Regions from separate parts of the Mus musculus genome. Here regions 2, 3 and 4 are each linked to region 1. The links are chromatin contacts, called in public HiChIP or PLAC-seq and promoter capture Hi-C maps. All regions are on one chromosome and are shown on one strand. The core of a region is the stretch at or near the end of the contact, and the rest is flanking DNA. Distances in the headings are between cores, read along the strand shown.

Region 1 (2,543 bases), core at 17-2,516:
GTCAAAAACGCAACTGTCAATGCGGACGCTCTGAGCCCTCAAGTTGTAAACAGCCATCCCGCATGCAACTTCCCCGGACGCTCGCTGCACGGGAAGCGCGGGCCTGGAGGCCAGTTTCAAGCATTCGGGCTCCGTCCTAATTCCGCACAACCGAGGAGGGGCCAGCCCGGCAGGCGAAGCCGGCGTGCAGATCAGAGGACTCGCTAACGCAGAGTCCGGACCGGGGGTCGCTGCCCGGCCGCAGGGATGCATCGCCTACTCCCGCGGCACCTCTAGCGGGCAGCGCAAACCATCACCCATCACCCCACTAGCAGGAAGATGCATGTTTTGAAAGAGCTCTACTTTCCCGAGATCGTTTGTTTCAAAGGCAATTTCGTGCACGCACAAATTTTAAAACGCAACGAAAATAGCGCCTTAGCCCAAGGACCCTTTCTCGACCCATTAACCCCGCTCCCGGCGAGATGTCTACGAGGTAAACAGAGGCTGTACGCCAAGTGCGGGCCGGCGCATCCCTGCGCCATTCCCGGCCGCTGCTTACGGCAGGGCCCCCTTACGGCAGCGTAAGCGGCGCCGAGAGCTAATCACAACACTGGGACGCAACAACATGGCGGCCGCGGGCGGGCGCTGCGCCGGCCGACGGGTTTACGCTACTCCGCCGGCGTAGGGTCCGGAGCGCGCAGCGGCAGCGGCGCCCTCCAGCGAGCGTAGAAGCGCTCTGTGAATGGCGAGGCCCGGCTGACAAAGGGGAGGGGGGAGGAGGGAAGGGGGGGGTAATAAACACTCGAGTCCCTACCGATTCCTCCTCCTTCTCCATCCCGGTGGGCATCTGGGGCACGGCCCGGTTGATGGAGACGCAGTCGTTGAGATCAGGCATGTCCTTGCCGCGGTAGATGGGCAGCGGTTTGGCGGCGTCCAGCGCCCGCGCTCGGAAGGAGAGTTTACTCATTGTCTCCCCGCCTTACAGGAACAGCCCGGGCGGCGGCGGCGGGGCGGGCGGGGAGGGGGGGGGAGCACTCCCGCCGCCTCCTCCACCTCCTTCCTCAGTGCAGCGCGGCCGGCCCGCTCCTCCTCCTCCTCCGCAGTGCCCCCGGCCCCAGCATGGGCGCCCACCCCGCCCCAGAACAGCCCCCCGCCGCCCGCGGCCGCTTCCACACTCTAGATCCGCCGCTCGCCCGCCCGATCCGCTCCCTGCGCCATGGCCAACATGGCGGACATTACCACAGCGGCGGCGAGCGATCCCGGCAGCCCGCGCGAGAGCGCGCCCCCGCCTCGGGGACGCGCGTCGCCCTCTCCCTCCCTCCCTCCCTCCCTCCTTCCTTTCCCTCCCCTGCCTGCCCACCCACTCTCTCCGCGGCGAGGCGCGGCCAGCCCAGCCGGCGAGAGCGAGCCGAGTCCCGGTGGCCCTCCTCGGCGGGACGCTCGGCACGCAGGCGGGGCGGCAGGTGCCAGGTGCGCTCGGTCCCCGGCTCCGGAGCGGGCGCCTCGGTGCCTCCGCCGCCGACTCGCTCCGCGCGGGGCTCCCTCGGGAAGGCTCAGTGCCTAGGACCGCTCGCCTCGGGGGGACAGGAGGCCTCCGCCCCCGGGCCACCGGCCGCCCCTCGAGTCTGCACTTGGACAGCTCTGCTCGCCCCGGCGCCTGCTGGCTGGTTTCGCGCCTCGGGTTTGCGCATCCCCGGGGAGGTCCGACAAGTCCGCTGCGTCTGCCCACGCCGAGAGGCACAGCCCTGCTGCGTCTCGCGCCCTGAGAACTTGGGCAGTCCCTGTCCAGAGGAGCTCTCCAGAGTTAGGCACCGCCGAGAGGATGCTCGGGTAGACAGGAGGGTCAGTAGTTGGAGACTGCTACTTGAAATAGTTGCTGGACGCGGCAACAAGCGGACTTGCACCTGTCATCCAAACTTTCTTAGTTTGATGGTTGGCATTTCTTGAAATCTCTAACCAAAGTATGTGAAAACACTGGTTACAGTGACGACTCAAAAAGAGTTTAATAAAGTTCCGGACTCCAATTAGTTTGCGTGTTACTGTGTTACAACTAAACTGCTGGATAATTAGTAACAAGAGTCGTAACTACTTGAAAGGGCAGCTGCAAAGATGATGGGCCAAAAAAAAAAAAAAAAAAAAAGTAAATTCTTGAAGAAAATGATACAGACCACACAAAAGAGTGATGGAAAGTTAATTACCACATGACATCTATAGTCAGTTGCTGTGACAGGTCAAAGAAATTAGACATAGTTTTGGCCAGAAGTGGTTTGCAAAAGCTCTGCAAAAAGGAATCAAATTGACTCAATTAAATACTAGTCACTATTGATACAAACCTTTGTTGCAGTTTCTTAGTCTTTAAGCAGTACATGTTTCTAAGCAAATTGCCTCACTGTGCAACAGTTTTACCATTTTCTAATCATTGAAAAATACCCTACCTAGCTCATAAAAGGGTAGATGGTTTGCTAAAGTCCAACAATAAAAACGGGTTTCTTTGTCATGTCTTAATATAGCAAAACCATCTATCTCTCTTCATTGCCACCCATTATTTTTCTCTATTTTCTTCT
Region 2 (2,543 bases), core at 31-2,530, 3.0 Mb before region 1:
AATAAGTTGCCAAAGACATGTGGGAATTTGTAAAATGACTCAGAGCCGCTAAAGCCCTGCCTAAACTGGATGGGAATGGAATCACTAAAGAGCTCATGTAAGTTGGTTATGCGAACATTGATCTTCTAAACAGCCCACTGGCTATTAAGTATATCCAGATCTAATTCTCCTTTATGTATGCCTCCTCTAAGACTGGCATTTGAACGCAAGCCCCCAAAGAAGATGAAGAACTCTTTCCCATACATTGAGCTATACGGTAGTATATGGTTAGGAGTCAGGCAGAGTATAGTGCTTCATTTCATGTGGCTGTTGAGGATAAGGTCGGGAACAGCTCGAAAGGGCCTTTCACAAGTCTCCCACATTTTTCCGTCTCTGCCTTTTTTTTTTCCCTCCCTTTTACAAACTTAAAGAGGATAGAAAGAGATGATGCTGATTCTACTCTTTTTGTTTGTTTATGTGTGTGGAAGAAGTAGACAACCCCAGTTTCTCTTTGAGTCAAAACTATCACAGTCGTCAGTTAACCTCAGGAATCGACCCTGTTCCTACATCAGGAATATGGAGATCTAGAGTCTACCTGTTTAGCTAAAGGGAACTAAAGTAAACAAAAACAAAACACAGGCAAGAACTCTTCGTTCGGATCAAGTTCGCCAGCGATTACTTATATTTTACTTTTCAGCCACTTATCCTGCGGGGAGTGGGGGTGGGGGTGCGCAGGGGCGCAGAGCTGGACACTCGCATACCAGGAGGCACAACTGTTTAAACTTTAGGCAAGCAGCAGAATGAAGAGCACAGACAGCATTTGGCCATCTATTTAACATGATGGTGACTCCTGAATGAGAGAAAAAGACGATCATATCGTGAAGACCAGTGAGTTTCTTGTCTACAGTCTTTTTGGACTCAGCTCAGACGGCTTTTGTGCCTTAAGATTTTTAAACCGGGGAGATACTTAAGGAAAAGTGTTCTAGCCAAGAGTGGCCTGAGAGCAGAGGGAGATTGGAGAGGGAAGAGCGCTGAGAAGCAAAGGTAGAAGTACGAAAAACCGCAGCGACAAAAAAAAAAAAAAAAAAAAAAAAAATAGGCCAATGATTTCTGCTGCTTGTCAGGGAAAATAGGCTCTAAAGAGACTTAAAGCTTACCATCGTCGGGGTCCAAACCTGGCACTTTTGGAGTTGAGTATGGTTACATATTTGCATTGTGACTTAGAAACAACCTCAAATCCCCGACATTGGCGCGCCTAAAGCGCCGCAGCCTTCCTTCCACTGACCCTCCGCGCCGCAGAGGCCTCCCAGCCCCTCGCCCCGCCTCCAGCCCCCTTGCCCCGCCTCCAGCTCCCTCGCTCCGCCTCCGGGCACGGCGCCTGCGCAGTCCCCTCGCTCCGCCCCGCCCCTGCCCGAGCCACCGCCGGAGAGGAGCTGGGGGAGGACGGTGGCCCGCGAGGTTCGAGCAGACAACGCGGCGGCGATGTCCGCGAGCCAGGCGAGCGCCGCGGCGGTAGCGGCGGGGCCTCGCGCGTGGCTGGGCGGCCTGGGCTGCGGCCTCCCCGCGGGTCCCTGGAAGCGGGCGCGCGGCCGGCGCGGGAGCAGAGGCGGAGGCCCCGGCGCGTCCTTCTGCCCCGCAGCCTGAGCCCGGGAGGCTGGAGGGCTCCGCTGCCCGAGGATGGGAATTCTCTTTACCCGGATCTGGAGGCTGTTCAATCACCAGGGTGAGGCTGGGCCGGGCGGGGAGGTCCCGGCCCTTGTCGGGCAGGAGGGTCGCCTTTGTCTCCGGGGAGCTGGGGAGAGGTTCCTCCCGCCATACACCCATTTCTCCGATTTGATCGCGAGCGCAAAAGGTGCCCTGCCCCACGCCGAGGGCCCAGCGCGCTGCCTGGCCTGCTTCCATCCCCGTCGCCTGCCCGCAATTGTGTTTGGGCCGCACGGGCAACAGCTGGGGTTCTAGAGTGAGGACCGAGGGCCCTGACCCTAGCGGCGCCACCGAGCCCACGGCTTGCAGAATGCGGAAAACTGGAACTAGTGCTGGATCCGTCTGGTTCGCTTTGGGGGGTGGGGGTGGGGGTGGGGGTGGGGGGGATGGGCGGGGAGACCCTCGCTGCGGAATAGTGATGGAGTGTCTCTCCTTTGCGCCGTTTGTCTCAGTGGTAAAGGTCAAGCCTAAGGTCGTTTTCTTTCTTAGGTTATTAGAAGGTTTTGGGTTTTGTTTTGTTTTGTTTTGTTTTTGGCCCTTGTTAAAGTGTTTCGCTGAAAGCTTTTAAAAGCCTGCCTCGGGAGGCAGGCTTCATTAGCATTAGGTAACTAGCAGGTTACTGTGTTAAGTTCGCCTAAATGCAGACATTTGCCACGGAAAGGCATAGGGGATTTATTAAAAAAAAAAATTACAAAATGGGTGTGTGATACTGGAGAGAATATGGTCCTAACAGAACTACATAGTTACTGAAATGAAATATAGTGCTTTTTTTTAAAAAAAGCTCTACTTGCAGTTCATTCCATCTGTCAAGCACGTACAGTTTTTCTCTTGTATAAGCTGGTAGCGTTGTCGCACCCCCA
Region 3 (2,543 bases), core at 22-2,521, 2.5 Mb before region 1:
GCGTTCCCCTGTACTGGGGCATATAAAGTTTGCAAGTCCAATGGGCCTCTCTTTCCAGTGATGGCCGACTAGGCCATCCTTTGATACATATGCAGCTAGAGACAAGAGCTCCGGGGTACTGCTTAGTTCATATTGTTGTTCCACCTATAGGGTTGTAGTTCCCTTTAGTTCCTTGGGTGCTTTCTCTAGTTCCTCCATTGGGGGCCCTGTGATCCATTCAATAGCTGACTGTGAGCATCCACTTCTGTGTTTGCTAGGCCCCCACTTGTTTCTTTTTTAAAATAAGTAATTTGTTTATTCACTTTATATCCCAACATCAACTCTTCCTCTCCTCCCAGTCCCACCCTCTCACATCTTCTCAGCCCTTCCCCATCTCCTTTCCGAAGGGGAAACCCACCCCTGTGTATTACGTCCGGATAGCCCCATTCCTTATCCAGTGCACCACTCACTGAGTGTTTGTTCTTTCTAATTGGGCTGACAACTCAAAAGAAACCCTTAACCTGTTTTAAAAGACAGGGTCTTACTATGTGGCTCTGGTGTCACTGAAAAGTAGGTCCTATCACTGCCTTCACCACCCCCACCCCCCTCCCCGTGTCCACATCCTACCCAGACAAGGTCTCTCTGTGTAGCCTTAGCTGTTCTGGAACTCTGGCCTTCAACCTTCAACTCACAGAGATCCTGCTACCAACTAGGGGCCCCATCACTTTTTTTTTTTTTTTTTTTTAAGACAGGGTTTCTCTGCATAGCCCTGGCTGTCCTGGAACTCACTCTTAAGACCAGGCTGGCCTCGAACTCAGAAATTCACCTGACTCTGCCTCCCAAGTGCTGAGATTAAAGGCGTGCGCCACCACTGCCCGGCTCCATCACTGTTCTTGATGGAAAGAATTTTGCTTCTGCCAAGTGCATCATTTTATTCCGAGCCGTTAGTTAGTATGCACAGATATAGAGCGCCACCATGTAGAAGGGAGGCCCTGATAGCTCTTTGCTGTCTTCCACAGCTCTGTGCTCATGTGCTGCCTAGCTGTGGAGTAACCAGTTCTTGATGTAGGATTAGGGAACACTGCCGTTCTTGACGGAAGCCAGCTATTTTTCTAGCAAAGGAAAAGTTCACATCTAGCGATGTGTTTGTTTACAAAATCTTCACAACAAAAACAAAGCTTAGAAGAAAACTTTCAAGGGTCATAAAATCCAACCCAGGAAGCAGCTTTCTCAGCTTCCTGGTTTATCTTGTGCTTGTGTCAAACTTTATAACCGTCTAAAAAGTTACAGAGAGAGGATTTGCATAGAGAGCTCTGGTTTCCATCCAGCTTTTCAACAGCGTGTTCCGCATAATGCACATAAATAAGCTTTTCTAAGCAGGTCTCGGAGTTACTGCCAATAATAAGAGACAGCAGCAATGGCGCCCTGGACGAAGTCCTCAGGGCATGGAGCAGAAGCATCCTGTTTCTAATAACCGAAAGTGAAAGTAAGGCCTGGGACTGAGCGCTGCTCGTCGCTGAAGCCAGGTTAGTGTTTTCGAGGTAGAGTTCAGTTCTAAGGCACCGGCTTCCGGGAGCTGCGCAGCGAGCGGGTGAGTGCTTGATCCATCCTCGGTCCGCCGCGTCCCTGCGGTCCCACCACCCGCGCTCAGGGATGCTCCACCCGGCGCGCGGTGGGCGGCGGCTTCCAGCGCCGCGACTCGGGGTCTGGGTCCCCAGTGCGCTGCCTGGAGACTCGCCCGCTCCAGGCGCTCCGGCCATGGGTTGCTTCCCTTCCTGGGAAAAGGAAACTTACAGTCATTGGGACTGGCTCCAGAAGGTTCTTAGAAAAATGGATTTCTCAGGAAGACTATTATTTGTATTTCTTTGGCAGGTGCTGAGTTCTGTAGTCCTGCCTCACTTTTTCAGAATATGTAAGTTGTTGTTGTTGTTGTTGTTGTTGTTGTTGTTGTTGTTGTTGTTGTTGTTTTTGGAAGGAGATGTTGAAAGGAGAATATTCAATGTAAGTTCTAGCGGGCACTGGTTTGGGTTAAGAGGACTCCTGCTCCAAAGGCACCCGAGCTACCTTGTGTGCCCCGAAGGAAACTTCCTGTGTCCTGTCCAGCCAGGAGAGAGGGAAAGCAGCAGGTTCCACTGGGCCAGAGAATGAAATCACCTCTCCTTTACTCCCCACAAAAAGCTCTTGAACATTCACCAATCAGTTATTCTGTTCCGGTCTCCCCGGCCCTGACTTGCAGAGAACTTAACTGTGAACCAATCAGTTCAGTTTCTGCATTTTCAGCTTTCTTCTCTGCCTATAAAGCAAACTTCTGCATAGCAGTGAAAACATTTGAGGCAACTGCTTTCTATTTACATTGTGCTGGCTTTGAACTCTTGATCCTCCTGTTACAGACCTGTGCCACTACACTCAGACAGACCACTTACTCGATTTATTCAATCAAGTGTGCCCTGATTGTAAAAGAAATTCAATTAGGATCTTTTAATTGTTAACATTGTATCCATCTTTTGACTTGTTTCTGGTCTATACAACATGGATACATTATAATTTCTTCCTTCCTTCCTTTC
Region 4 (2,543 bases), core at 16-2,515, 2.5 Mb before region 1:
AATCCTACTGAAAAGAAGAAGAGCATCAGAACAGCATACTAATTTTATTAATAGCTTATCACCATTGAATGTGACACAGAGGTCATCCGAGAGAAACAGCCAGAGGCCCGAAAAATACAGTTTTTATGCTCAAGGTAGATAAAGATTGGACAGCTTTGGGAACTGTGACTGGACAGAAGTTCGCTTTCTTGTTCTGGTTTGCTCTCTATTGCTGGATAAACTCCATGACCCAAAGCACCCTGGGAAGGTCAAGGTCTATTTTGGTTTATAGGTTACAGCAGCGCAAGCCAGGAACCTGAAGCAGGAGCCTGGCGGAACTGCTGCTGACCACTTCCTGTCTGCTCACTTTCACCTGCCTAAGGATGGTACCGCCCACAGGAGGCTCACCTCTTCTGCATAAATTAGCAATCAAGAAAATGCCACACTCCAATAGCGGCAGTACACCCCTTTAATTCTAGCCAAGGCAGGCAGATATCCCTGTGTTCGAGGCTAACCTGGTATACAGAGCAAGTTCCAGGACAGCCAGAGTTACACAGAGAAATCCTATCTCGAAAAACCAAAAAATGAAAAAAGGACAGAAAATGCCACAGACATGCCTACAGTACAGAGGTAGTTTCTCAGTTGAAGGTCCTCTTCCCAAATTAATCAAGTTGACAGTCAAGATTAGCCATCCCAGCCTGTCTGGATTCATCTTTGCTCTGTGCAGCATTCCTTAATGCGGGAATGGGACTTCCCTCAGAGAGAGGGGAGTATGTTTCATAGCTTGTTTGGGACGAGAGGTGTCTATTTTATATGACCCAACGTTGGGGAAGAAGAATCCTGTTTTCTGTGACTGGCTTAGGGTCAACAAAAATGCAGGAGAGAGTCAGGAAGGGGTCAGAGGGACTTGGCTTCAGGAATAGGGCAAGCTAAAGTGCTTATGTGGGGAGCTGTATTCTGAGTCCCTGAGAGATGTCCAAATCTTTAGAAATGTTTGCATCTAAACTGGTTTGTGGGATCTGCTAATTTGAGCACACCGGTTGAAAATTGGTATCTCCCAATTTCAGTTTCTATTTCTTTACAAGGGAGTTCGTGCTCTGCTTTTGCCTTTATATTTCTTTGATTTTACTGGGCTAGATTTCTTGTGTCCCAGGCTCCAGGGCCATTCGGCCAAGTGATTGAGTTTTGTGGGCAGCAGGGTACCTTCTTCATGTGCTCTGCGTTCCACCGGTGATGAGCCTGGGCGGACCCTGCTGGCGGGAAGGAAGTGTCGGGGATCGGGTTTGAGAATGCGCTGGAGAGACGGGGCAAAGCCTAGGAATGAGTTTGGAGAGAAGCCCAGATGCCCCTGGGGCATCTTGCACAGGTACCTCAAAGGCGCCAAGGGACCGACCCAGCCGGGCTCCGCCCTTCCAAACTGAGTCTCCAAGGAAACGGAACTGGAAAGCGAAAGCGGAACCCGTTCACCTCCAGTTTAGCGCTCCCGCTGCTCGAACATCTCCGAGGCCTGGCAAGTCGCTTTTCCCCGGGTTGCAGTGCAGGAAGGCGCGCCGAGGGTCCCGGAGCACGTGTCCTGCGCGGTCGCGCGCCCCGAAGTGGCCGTCACGGGCGCAGCAGGTCTGGCTCCCACGCGTGGGGATACGGCCTCTTTTCTCACCCGCCCCTGCTCAATAGGCAGGGACTCACGGGTTTTGTCCGGAAGGTGGTTTGGGCGGGACTGCGGTTAGGAGTGGGGGCGAGGACAGTGACCCAGAAATGGAGGCTAACTACTGGAAGGAGCCAGTAAGAAGTGTCTGAGCTGAAGGCACTGGCTTGCTGTCCCTCTCTCCGTCAGAGCTAGGCCTTTGACCAGGGACCCGGGGTTTTGCCTAGATGACTGTGTTTTGGAGCTGTTACAGTGAGTGCGTGAGTTTCTATATATATTTTACCTGATTTTGTGTGTGTGTGTGTGTGTGTGTGTGTGTGTGTGTGTGTGTGTGTGTGTGTGTGTGTGTGTTTTACTTGGTGAGAGTCAAGGTATAGTGCATGAAAATAAACTATTGAGAAAACAAATAGAAAACAAAACAGCAAATGAAATATTTCTTCTTAGTGCCACACTTAAGAAGAAAGTGTTACTTTACACCACTGTCAGTCTGTCTGTCTGTCTCCCTCTCTCTCCCTCTTTTTCTCCTTCCTTCCTTCCTTTCTGACATCAAGGCCAGAGCTTCTTAAAGCAGAGCATGGAAACTGTAAAATGGCACCACACCTCTGCTGAAATTCCCGTATTTCATAGTCTTTGAGTGGATTGTTTTTCTTCTTCACTGTGCACAGAGGAAGACAGGTCATTCTCTGCTTATAACGGGTCTCAGGAGAAGGCATGTAGCCACATGTCCTCAGACTTAAGTGAGTTAGTGAAGAAAGGATGTGCAGGACGTTGACGAGACCACGGAATGAAGTGAGGTCTTGCAGAACAAGGTGATTCTAAAGATAACGTGTGCGTAGACACTTGAATTAAGAAACGCATTAGTGCTGATGAGGTGTGGAGCTCTCCTGAGCTTAAATGGATATTTGTCTTTGATATTGAT

What was found. HiChIP or PLAC-seq counts read pairs in DNA pulled down with a chosen protein or histone mark. Capture Hi-C pulls out chosen DNA fragments and counts their contacts.
Region 2: a promoter capture Hi-C map of liver shows a contact between it and region 1, with 4 times the contacts expected there. The contact joins the promoter of A430018G15Rik here to the promoter of Epc2 in region 1. A contact is called at or near these places in 2 of 39 promoter capture datasets (frontonasal cranial neural crest and pre-B cells), 1 of 484 Hi-C or Micro-C datasets (CD4 T cells), 1 of 115 datasets of contacts at active chromatin or transcription factors (astrocytes) and 1 of 9 other capture datasets (liver).
Region 3: a contact with region 1 is called in a promoter capture Hi-C map of adipose tissue, with 3 times the contacts expected there. The contact joins the promoter of Nmi here to the promoter of Epc2 in region 1. A contact is called at or near these places in 3 of 39 promoter capture datasets (liver and pre-B cells), 1 of 484 Hi-C or Micro-C datasets (B cells), 2 of 115 datasets of contacts at active chromatin or transcription factors (astrocytes and large pre-B cells) and 1 of 9 other capture datasets (adipose tissue).
Region 4: a contact with region 1 is called in an H3K27ac HiChIP or PLAC-seq map of thymic regulatory T cells, with 13 times the contacts expected there. The contact joins the promoter of Rbm43 here to the promoter of Epc2 in region 1. A contact is called at or near these places in 2 of 39 promoter capture datasets (hippocampal neurons and pre-B cells) and 4 of 115 datasets of contacts at active chromatin or transcription factors (astrocytes, large pre-B cells, pro-B cells and 1 more).

Annotation. Positions count from the first base shown.
Region 1 is chr2:49,450,209-49,452,751 of GRCm38.p6, reverse strand. Epc2 (enhancer of polycomb homolog 2) reads right to left here and starts at 1,266. Exons shown (of 14, transcript NM_172663.4): 1 at 794-1,266. The coding sequence starts at 946.
Region 2 is chr2:52,423,749-52,426,291 of GRCm38.p6, reverse strand. A430018G15Rik (RIKEN cDNA A430018G15 gene) reads right to left here and starts at 1,280. Exons shown (of 3, transcript NR_165461.1): 1 at 1,137-1,280. It overlaps Arl5a (ADP-ribosylation factor-like 5A), which reads left to right and starts at 1,418. Exons shown (of 6, transcript NM_182994.2): 1 at 1,418-1,702. The coding sequence starts at 1,657.
Region 3 is chr2:51,971,936-51,974,478 of GRCm38.p6, reverse strand. It overlaps Nmi (N-myc (and STAT) interactor), which reads left to right and starts at 1,271. Exons shown (of 9, transcript NM_001141949.1): 1 at 1,271-1,570; 2 at 1,852-1,891.
Region 4 is chr2:51,933,885-51,936,427 of GRCm38.p6, reverse strand. Rbm43 (RNA binding motif protein 43) reads left to right here and starts at 1,265. Exons shown (of 5, transcript NM_001141981.2): 1 at 1,265-1,596.